2 separate regions of the Callithrix jacchus genome follow, and region 1 is linked to region 2. Evidence: chromatin contacts called from public Hi-C data. All regions are on one chromosome and are shown on one strand. The core of a region is the stretch at or near the end of the contact, and the rest is flanking DNA. Distances in the headings are between cores, read along the strand shown.

Region 1 (5,694 bases), core at 371-2,870, 160 kb before region 2:
GCGTGAGTGAAGGGAGATGGGGACAGGGAGGCAGAGTTGTAGGTCCCTGGGAGCTGCCATGGTGACCCAAGAAACCAACCTGTTTCCATTCCAGGATTGAGGTAGGGGAGGAGTGTGGGGTTCCCATACACTCAAGAAGCTCCAGAAGCAAAGGCGCGTCCCAGGAGGGCAGGACTGAGCTGGACCTATTCTCAGCCTGCTCTGTGGTGTGAGCCGGGCCCTTCCCTCTCTGGGTGCCCTCCAAGTTTCTGAACCACCATTGAGGGCCCAGGTCATTCCACGCAGGAGGGCCGACCTGCAGGACTCTTCTTGGGAACTCAAACTCCAGCTCAAGGTTGAAATCTCCTTAGTGCCCAGAACTCAGGTTCTGAGAGTAGGGTTTTCAGATGGGGTGAGGTGGGAGCATGGGGAGTCCCAGCACTCACTCTATGTTCAGGCTCTCAGTCTCATTTCCCCTTTGGCCTTCTCTGTGGCCTTCTGTGCCCCCTGCCCCTTAGTCAGCATTCAGGGCAGGGGGAGTGAGCTCTGAGAGATCATAGGTGTCTGTAGGGCCAATGACACGTGGGGTCTCTGGGAAGAACCCACCACTGACCTGGTGAAGCTCTGGACCCTGAGTCTCTGGAAGGACTGAAAGCCTGAGGGAGGCAGGGCAATGGGAGCTTCCCTAGGCGTAGGGTCCCCTGATGCCCCTGTCCCCTACCCTAAAGCAAGCCTGGTGAGCTGAGATGGGGCCTGTAGATGTGGGGAGAGGCTAGAGTGCCTGGAAGCCAGATGGGGGCAGGCCTGGGTGGAAGAGGCTGGGCAGTCTTCTCTCTTGCCACCTCTATGAAGTGTGGCCAGGCCTCAAACACCTACCTAGGACATGGAGCCCCTTGGGCTGGGAATGACCCCCCCACCCCTAGCCAGGGGAGCTGGGGAGTCTGGCTGAGGCTTCAGGGGGATAGAACATCCTGGAATTGGGGCAGGGCCAGTTTGGAGGGGTCTCTGCTGTGGGCATTGGAGGGGCAGAGAACAAGGCAGAGCCTGGCTAGGCCCTGACTCAGCCCATCAACCTTGACCTCTGATCCCTGAACCTCCCTTCCAGGCTCTCTCCCACCTTGTCACTTTGCTGGAGCCGGAGGACCTGCAGTGTGGACATCTCTCTGTGCACACTGCCCATGCCTCAGCTGGGAAGGCCTTCCCAATGGGGAACTGGCCAGTATGACAAAAGGCATGCGCCGGGCCAGCGAGATGGAAGGAGAAGCGGCCCCCACCTGGCTGAGCTTCCTCTCTTCTCCTTCTGCCTCTTCTCCTTCATCCACCTCGGCCACACACTCACTGCTCCTTGCTGGGATAAAATCAGGGCTCCAGAATGAGTGTCAGGGGGGTCTGCCCTCAGGGCCGCTGGGGGAGAGGAGGGGATGGGGAGGGTGGTGGTGGGCAAGAGAGGTCATGCCCTGGGCCCCAGCACATAGAGGGCAGGGACCAGACACCCTCCCTCCCACTTTTGTCCATTATCTTTGGGCAATAAACCAGGCCTCAAACTCACCCCCCCACCTCCTTCTGTCCCCCGCCCCTCTTCCCGCCCAGGACTGGGTGGAGCCAGTGCCTTATAAGTGGTGGCCTGGTGGCAGCCGAGCAAACTACAACCGGCAGCCAGTGGGACCAGAGGGCGGCTCTGCAGGCAGGCGGCAGCGGTGCCCTCAGTTCTCCAGCATGGCCCCCTCGGCCTGGGCCTTCTGCTGGCTGCTGGGGGGTCTCCTGCCCCATGGGGGTAACTCTGGCCCCAGCCTTGGCCTCAGCATGCCCCGCCTGCGGCTCTCCTACGAAGGTACTGGTCTCTGTGCGCCCCGTTTGTGTGTGTGTGCCCTGGGCTCTTTGGCACCTGGCCAGCTGCAGGGGAGGCAGCCTCTCCCTGTGCAGCTTTCAGGGAGTGGGAGAGAGGCAGGTCCTCAGAGACAGGACCGGGGTGGTGGTAGGAGGGACCTGAGGGGGACTGCTGAGAAAGGGACAGATGGATACCCTGAGAGAGCTCAATAAAGATGGGGAGGGGACAGAGGGAGGGATGGGGCAGGGGAGAGGGACGGACAGGGTGGGGCTGCATGATCTGTCTGGGCTCAGCTGGCACTTTTTGCCCAGGGCGGCCAATAGGACGGTGAGTGGGCAGCACCCTATCCCTTGGTCCCAGGGCCACAGAGAAGGGGAGGACCCCCCTTGCGGCTCACTTCCCAGAGTGGGCTTTCCTTTCTGCACCCTAGAAATGCCTCAGATCCCAGGGGGAGTTTCACTCCCCTCTGCCCATCTCAGCCTGGGAGCTCCTGTGTTCCACCCTAGGTGTGTGAGCTGGCTCAGGCCTCTGAGAACGGGCTCAGGGGAAGGCCCCTGAGACAGGCTCTTGGCAGATCCTTCCTGGGGAAACCAGAGAGGTGATCACCTTCCCCTGGGAAGCCCCATCTGAGAGGGAAGATGCCTGGAGAGTCTGAGGGGAATGTGGTCTTGTCCTGGGAGCTGTGGGTTTGGCGAGAGGTCAGATTACTAGAAGCCCCAAATAGGGAAAGTTCCTGAGGTACTGTCAACCAAGGAGAGTTTCCTGGAAGAGGCTGTTGATGAGTTTTGGGGGTGGAATGGGTGTTGGGCAGAGGTGCTTCTGTCAGAAGGGCATAGGACACTTTGGGCCTTCCTGAGGGTGACCAGCGCCCCCTTCCTACCACATCCTACTGCCCCCATTACCTCTAGCTCCCCAGCCAAGCCTGGAGGACCTACCTCAAGATCCTCAACTACTGGGACCAAGGTCCCCAGACAGCTCCTACTCTCACCTCCGGGCCGGGATGGCCAGCATCTATGGGGAGAAATTCCTCTTCGGCCACATCCCTGGACTGGAGGTGGGAGCCCTTCCTGCCATACCTGCCCTCCCCTGCACGCAGGCCGTTGCCAGGGGTCCCCTATGCTGGGAACAGTTTCCCCTGCTGGCCCACCCTCCAGCTGAGTCAGGCCTGCAGACTCCCGCCCTTCCTCTGGGCTCTTCCAGCACTTGGCTCTAGTTTCTGCTGGTTGGCGCCATCTTCCCTGAGTCCCTGGGGACTGGGCAGGGCACAGATGGGATAGTGGGAAGATGTTATCTGCACGATGAAGGGCTAAGGAATGGAGGGAAGAAGGCAGGGGACCTACCCCAGCCTAGGCTGGGCTGGGTGGGAGGCTCCAAGCCTCCTGTCCCACCTGCCTCCAGGAGCCTTCTAGCACCCGTGGATGGAAACATTTTCCAGATGTGAGATGTGAGTGTATGTGGTGGGGGGCAGTGGGGGGGGGGATGCTCAGCGGGGCCCCTGCCTCCCCTCCTTGGCTGAGGAGCTCAGCTGAGCTGTGGCCCTGATCCGCTCCCGGTACTCCCTCCTAGACCTCCTTTCCACCAACCGCTCTGCCGTTTTTCTGGGCCCCCGGGGCTCCGTGAATCTCCAGGCCATGTACCTAGATGAGTACCGGGAACGCCTCTTTCTGGGGGGCCTGGACGCTGTCTACTCTCTGCGGCTGAACCAGGCGTGGCCAGACCCCCGGGAGGTGAGCTGGACTGGCAGGGAAGAGGGTCTGTTTGAGAGCTGGGCACCTCCAAGTGGGAGGCCAGCTGGGGAAACTGAGCCTGTGAGGTCAGGGGAAGACCTGAGGTGAGCCAGGCTGTGTTCCAGGTCCTGTGGCCACCACAGCCAGGACAGAGGGAGGAGTGTGCTCGCAGTGGAAAAGATCCTCTGGTGAGTGCTATCGTGAGGGATGGTCCCCCAACCTGAGGCCCTGACCCGACCTCCAGGACAGTCTGTGGCCACAGCCCTAGGTGCCTCTTCTGGGGGCTTTTGGAGCAGATCCTGAGGGCCTCTGAAGGTCTGCTGAGAATGTCACACCCACCCCCTTCCCCAGAGCTGATTGCCAGACACGGCTGAGCCTTGGGGCCCAAGGAGATGCTGAGCACCCCCCTCACCCCTCAGCCACCCCTCCTTCTCCCCGCAGACAGAGTGCGCCAACTTCGTGCGGGTACTGCAGCCTCACAACCGGACCCACCTGCTGGCCTGTGGCACCGGAGCCTTCCGGCCCGTCTGCACCCTCATCTCAGTGGGTTACCGTGGGGAGGTGAGCCTGGGCCGGGCCCCACAGGGGACTGGGAGGCAGTGACATTTCCTCCCGGCTGCTTGAACGTTCCTATTGAGCCTGGGCAGGGACAGAGAGGGCAGGGGCCTGAAAGGCGCCTTTATGTTGGGGAGCTGACCGCATCAGAGGGGCCCTGGATGAGGACGCCTTCCGCCTGCCCCCGCCCTCCCGCCACATGCACATGAGGGCTGCTGCTTGTGTGTGGGCTGCTGGTGCTTCTCTCCCAGGTGACGCCCCTCCCTCCCTCCCCACAGCATGTGCTCCACCTAGAGCCGGGCAGTGTGGAAAGCGGCCGGGGGCGATGCCCTTACGACCCCAACCATCCCTTCGCCAGCACCTTCGTAGGTGAGTGATGCCCAGGCCAGGGTGGGAACAGGGAGGGTGGGAGCTGGCCTATGTCACTGGGAAGGGGGGGCCCAGCTGCTGGGCCTGGGCCTTGTCCCCAGCTCTGTTCCCTGACCTCCACCCCAGGCAGGGAGCAGTACACGGGTCTCACCGTTGACTTCCTGGGGCAAGAGCCCACGATCTTCCGAAGTGGAGGTCATCGGCCGGCCTTGAGTTCCAACCCTGACCAGAGCCTCTTGCATGGTGAGACCTTCCCTGGAACTGGCAGGGGAGAAGAGGCTACTTTCCCGCTGGGACACCAGCCTCCAGTGGGGGCCCCCTGCCATTTCCCTCGCCACTTGGTTCTGCTCCCATCCTGCCCTGTGCAGCCCCTCCACCAGTGTGACCATGTCACGCTTCCAGATCCCCGGTTTGTGATGGCTGCCCGGATCCCTGAGAACTCCGACCACGACAATGACAAGGTGTACTTCTTCTTCACGGAGACTGTCCCCTCGCTTGATGGTGACTCGAGCCATGTCACTGTCAGCCGCGTGGGCCGTGTCTGCATGGTGAGAGCTGAGAAGGGGTGGTGAGGTTCAAGTCCCCACTGCACCCTCCCATTCCCAGACCTTTCTCCCCCGCACCCCTGGCCAGCAGTAGGGAAACTGAGGCAAGGATGCAAAGCTGACATGCATACCTCTGCCCCAGTGGGTGAGGGTGGCAGAGTGGATGGTGGAACCCATCCTTGTAGGGCCTAAGGCTGACTCTGGCCCCCTATCCCGCAGAATGACGTCGGGGGCCAGCGGGTGCTGGTGAACAGATGGAGCACTTTCCTGAAGGCCAGGCTGGTGTGCTCGGTGCCCGGCCCTGGCAGGGCCGAGACCCACTTTGACCAGCTGGGTGAGGGCATGGCCAAGCGGGCTGGGGGCTTGGGAGTGAGGAGGGCTGAGAGCTGGTGAGTCAGGGCATTGGCAGTGGCCATGACACTTGTGCTCCCTTCTGTACCCCAGAGGACGTGTTCCTCCTGTGGCCCAAGCCTGGGAAGAGCCTCGAGGTGTACGCGCTGTTCAGTACCATCAGGTGGGCACACCCAGCCTTCCTGCACCCGCCACCTCGGCCTTGCTATGGGTCCTGTCTGTCCCTCACTCGGTGACCTGTGACTTCTCTGACTCTCTCTGGCCTTTGCCTTTGCCTTGGTGCCTCTGCTTTTCAGAGTCTCTGCTTGCTGCACACACTGTCACCCTCTGTCCTGCCCGT
Region 2 (5,092 bases), core at 1,579-4,078:
AGCCGGGCCACTGGGCCCCCCCACAGGAATGGATGTAAGGGGGCTCGGGCCAAGCGGGGCAGAACCTGCAGGGCTGCAGCCATGCCCCACTGCTCTCAGCACTGCCTGGGACCCATGGCTGCCTAGAGGGAAAAAGCACAACTGAGGCCCTTGCAAGGAAAGGACAGGAGGTCCCCCACAGCTACCCCTCTCAGGGCTCAGGGCCAGTGGACCCCACAGCTGCTGCTACAAGAAGGAGCCATCTGATAGCCCCAGGAGATTTCTTGAAGCTCACAGCGGCAGGATCTCACTCCAGTCCTTGGAGACCAGCCCTGCCACTCAGCCACGTCCTTCTCTTCTGCAGACCACACGCTGGCTTTCTGGATACCCTGACTCAAGTCCAAAGTTCCTCTTAGCTGGGCCCTCCTCCTAGGCCATCCCTTTGGCTGGGAGTTAATCATTGACAGAGGGAGTAATTTCTACCAGTGGGATCCCATCCCACCCCTTTTCCACCCCCTGCATTTCCGAGCTCTTACCCAGGGGCAACACCCCTTTCTGGCACTCCTTCCTTGCCTCTTTACCACCTCTGCTGCCAGGAGGCTGTTGATTGTCCCACCAACTGACCCTGAGCCCACTGACCTCCAGCCTATTCTATTTCATTATCTCATGAGACTGGGATTAGGAGCCTAGGAAGTCAGAGGCTACAGGAGGCTAAAGGTTTATCAGATCAAGCCCACAGAACATCCTCAGGGCATGCAATCTGAGGAATCCCAGTATTCAGGACCAGTTTAGCAAGAAATTTAGGTTTAAATCAGGAATTGGAACAGTCTGGCTCATGGTGGAACCTTAGGAAAGTGCCCAGGCACCATGTGAGGCCATGTGCCATGAGCCCAATTGCAGGACAGAGAAGGATGCCCTTCTACCCACATAGCTGGCCAGACCCAACTCTGCCATGAACACCCCTTCTGGTTCCAAGACAACAAAAACAAGTCCTAAGCCACACCACCCACAGTGGTGAGAGCCCAGGGGCTGAAGTAGGCAAAGGCCAAGCTCCCAAAGCTGAGCCCAAAAAGCCATTTTCCCCACTGGGCAGAGTAAAAGCTAAAGAAGCCTTGGACTGAAGGTCAGGAATCTGCAGAGAGGTGTAGGGACAACAAAGACCCAAAGAGCCCATCTCTACCACAGATGTACTATTGCACCTACTTTAATAAATGCCTACCATAAATGCTGCAAGCTGACTTCATCAGCAAGTAAGGATTGAGCAGGGTAAGGATGCTGGGAATTGAGGTTTCAGCTCTACTACACGTTTGCTGAGTGGCTGGGACACCTCCATTGCTCTCATTGGGTCTCATCTGCAAAATGGGACATGAGGTGAGATTAACACTAAGCTTTCCCCTTGACACCCTCAGGTTCTCTGATACTGTCCACTGTAACAGAGACGATCTCAAACACCAGTTTACCCCACACCCAAAGAAGGTGGTTACTTCTAGACTCTGGCCATTCTGCCTGCCTAGTTCTCAGCTCTCCCACAGGAGAAGACAGCTGTGCCGGACTTCTGTTGTGAAAGGGAACACAGAGGGCATGGTCATGGGGATTCTGAAAATGGGTACAGTTTTTGCCAGGGGGACCCATGGGGCTTGCCCATTAGGCTTGGAGCTAAAAGCATCCTAGTGGGCCGGGCGCGGTGGCTCAAGCCTGTAATCCCAGCACTTTGGGAGGCCAAGGCGGGTGGATCATGAGGTCAAGAGATCGAGACCATCCTGGTCAACATGATGAAACCCTGTCTCTACTAAAAATACAAAAAATTAGCTGGGCGTGGTGGTGTGCACCTGTAGTCCCAGCTACTCGAGAGGCTGAGGCAGAATTGCTTGAACCCAGAAGGCAGAGGCTGCAGTGAGCCGAGATCGTGCCATTGCACTCCAGTCTGGGTAACAACAGCGAAACTTCGTCTCAAAAAAAAAAGCATCCTAGCAACTAAGGTCCTTATAGTTTTGTATCTATTTCCCAGATGGACAAGAGCCTGGAAGATCCCAGCCTTGCCACTGGATATGAGCACAAGGCAGGGAACGCTCAATGCTAAGGCTGCCAGAGAAAATACAGGACGTCTGGTTAAATCTGAATTTCAGATAAACAATTTTTTTTGAGAGGGAGTCTCCCTCTGTTGACCAGGCTGGAGCATGATGGTGCGATTTCAGCTCACTGCAACCTCTGCCTCCCGGTAAACAATTTTTTTTTTATTTTTAAAGACATAAATTTTTTTTTTTTTTTAAGATATGGGGTTTCACCATCTTGGTCAGGTTGGTCTTGAACTCCTGACCTCGTGATCCACACGCCTCGGCCTCCCAAAGTGCTGGGATTACAGGCGTGAACCACCGCGCCCAGCCAACAAGTAATTTAAAAAAAAATATGTCGCACACAATGTTTAGGACTTAATGACAATTGTTCGTCGTTTATCTTAACTCAAATTTAGAGTTTGAGACCAGCCTGACCAACACGGTGAAACCCCGTCTCTACTAAAAACACAAAAATTAGCCGGGTGTGGTGGTGGGAGCCTGTAATTCCAACTGCTCGGGAGGCTGAAGCACTAGAATGCAGGGAGGTTGCAATGAGCCGAGATTGCGCCACTGCACTCCAGCCTGGGTAACTGTCTCAAAATTAAAAAACAAATTAACTGGCCGCTATGCATTTTCATTTGCAAAGTTCTACAATTCCATCGAAGACATGGTCTCTCCAAAACTCCAGGCGGTTCCAGAGCAAAACAAGGAAATAACAATACTACCGGCTTTGACTCCACCCTATCACGAAAGGGGGCTGGCGCCATTTCCGGTTCACCCAACCAGCAAGGGACGGAAATGACGTCATCCCTAGGTCGGGCCTTCGCGAGGGAATTGGCTGTCCCGTAATGCCTGGTGATGCGAGAAAGAAGGGCCTGCTGCCACCGGGAGCTGTCGTCGCCCAGCCCCGGGATTGATTCTAAAGGCCCTGTGAGCCCTCGCGGCGCAGACTTACCACCCAACAGCTCCGGGCCGCAGCGCCCGGCGCTGGAAGCCGGAAGTACTCGCGGGTACGCGGAGCGGAAGCCGGAAGTGTGGGTGGGTGGAGTGGGGCTGGCGGGTGCGAGCTCTTGCTGAAGCCGGTGTCTGGGAAAGGAGCATTTAGGGTATTGGCTCCTCTCTGGCCACCAATAGACCTGGAAGGAGTCACCTTCAGGCCTCACTGTCTTCATCTCTCCATTAGGCATAATGATCCCCGCCTCACCGATTGCAGTTTGTGTTTTTTTAGACGGGATCTCACACTGTCGCCCAGGCTGGAGTGCAGTGGCGCGGTCTCGGCTTACTGCAACCTCCGCCTCCTGTGTTCAAGCGATTCTCATGCCTCAGCCTCCCGAATAGGCTGCGCCCCTACGACCGGCTAATTTTTGTGTATTTTAGTAGAGACGGGCTTTCGCCTTGTTGGCCAGGCTGATCTCGAACGCCAAAACTCAAGCGATCTACCCACCTCAGCCTCCCAAAGTGCTGAGATTATAGATTTGAGCCACCGCGCCCGGCCTCTCCCTTCCTTTATTCTGTGTGATCAGTCAGCAGATGCACTCTGAGCTGCTGTTAGGTGTCAGGCACTGGGCTGAGCAAACGAACTGAGAGTCACTACTTCCCCACGACTCACCGCTTCTGGAGCCAAATTAAGTCATTCCCGCTTCTCTTCATGGCTTTAATTCCACAACTTACTAGTGTTCTTCCCTCTCTCACCATGGGCCACCAAATACAGCTCTGGCTTAGCAAGAGTTCTGTTCCGTGATCCTCAAGCATAAAAGCTGCATGTAAACGCGAATGACTCTGGTCCTTCCTCGCTGTCCCTGCTCTCTTCCTGGGCCCACCCTGAGCTGGCTTGATGCCTTCCCATATTCATTAGACGAGTCCTGATCAGGCTCCAAAACCACAGAACAGTTCACTGTTTTTTACTGATGTTTTCTTAGGGAGGTAGAAGGGAGAGTTGCGTCACAAATCACACACTTGATTTTCTAACAATTTTATTAAAACGTTTCTCGGCAGGGTGCAGTGTTTCAAGTCTATAATCCCAACACTTGGGAGGCCAAGGTGGGTGGATCATTTGAACCTAGGAGTCCGAGACCAGCCTGGCAACATGGCGAAACTCTTATCTCTACGAAAAAAAAAAAAATTAGCCAGGTGTGGTGGCATGCTCCTGTAGTCCCATCTACTAGGGAGGCTGAGGTGGGAAGATCACCTGAGCCTGGGAGGTAGAGGCTGCAGTGAACCTTGATTGTGCCACAGCCTGGGCCCCTGTCTCAAAAAAAAAAAGCAACAATACAAAAACACACTTCTTTCTTTCTTTTCTCTCTCTCTGTCTCTCTCTCTCTCTCTCTCTCTCTCTCTCTCTCTGTCTCTCTCTCCCTCTCTCTCTCTCTCTCTCCTCTCTCTCTCACTGCAACCTCCACCTCCCAAGTTCAAGTGATTCTTATGCCTCAGGCTCCAGAATAGCTGGGACTAAAAGTGCCTGCCACCATGCCCAGCTAATTTTTTTTTTTTGAGACAGAGTCTTGCTCTGTTGCCCAGGCTGGAGTGCAGTGGCGTGATCTCGGCTCACTGCAACCTCCACCTCCCAGATTCAAGCGATCCTCCTGCCTCAGCCCCCCTAGTAGCTGGGATTACAGGCACATGCCACCATGTCTGGCTAATTTTTAGTAGAGATGGGGTTTCGCCATGTTGGCCAGGCTAGTCTCAAATTACTGACCTCAGGTGATCCACCCTCCTCGGTTTCCCAAAGTGCTGGGATTACAGGGGTGAGCCACTGCAGCCAGCCCATGCCCAGCTAATTTTTGTATTTTTAGTACAGACAGGGTTTCACCATGTTGGTCAGGCTGGTCTCAAACTCCTGACCTCAAATGATCCCACCTGCCTCAGCCTCCCAAAGTACTGGGATTGCTGGCATGAGCCACTGCACTTGGCCCAAAAACACATTTCTATCATCAACCTAAAAATCATCAAAAGGTTTGAGATCCAGTTAAAAGAATTTATTAAAGCATAAAGTGTGAGAGCAGCCATTTGGGTAAACAGACAATTAGTGCTCCCCAGTGTGGGGAAAGCTGAAGATTGTT

The links. A called contact is a pair of places that touch in the nucleus more often than the background predicts.
Region 1: a Hi-C map of skeletal muscle shows a contact between it and region 2, with 5 times the contacts expected there. The contact joins the promoter of SEMA3G here to the promoter of WDR82 in region 2. A contact is called at or near these places in 3 of 3 Hi-C or Micro-C datasets (induced pluripotent stem cells and skeletal muscle).

Annotation. Positions count from the first base shown.
Region 1 is chr15:34,971,135-34,976,828 of calJac240_pri, reverse strand. SEMA3G (semaphorin 3G) reads left to right here and starts at 1,620. Exons shown (of 16, transcript XM_078351119.1): 1 at 1,620-1,810; 2 at 2,716-3,534; 3 at 3,660-3,722; 4 at 3,976-4,095; 5 at 4,368-4,458; 6 at 4,585-4,701; 7 at 4,861-5,006; 8 at 5,223-5,337; 9 at 5,448-5,517. The coding sequence starts at 3,439.
Region 2 is chr15:34,811,939-34,817,030 of calJac240_pri, reverse strand. WDR82 (WD repeat domain 82) reads left to right here and starts at 2,828. Exons shown (of 9, transcript XM_035275724.3): 1 at 2,828-3,043. The coding sequence starts at 2,892. GLYCTK (glycerate kinase) reads right to left here and starts at 3,804. Exons shown (of 6, transcript XM_078351072.1): 1 at 3,643-3,804; 2 at 1,199-1,331; 3 at 1-122. The coding sequence starts at 83.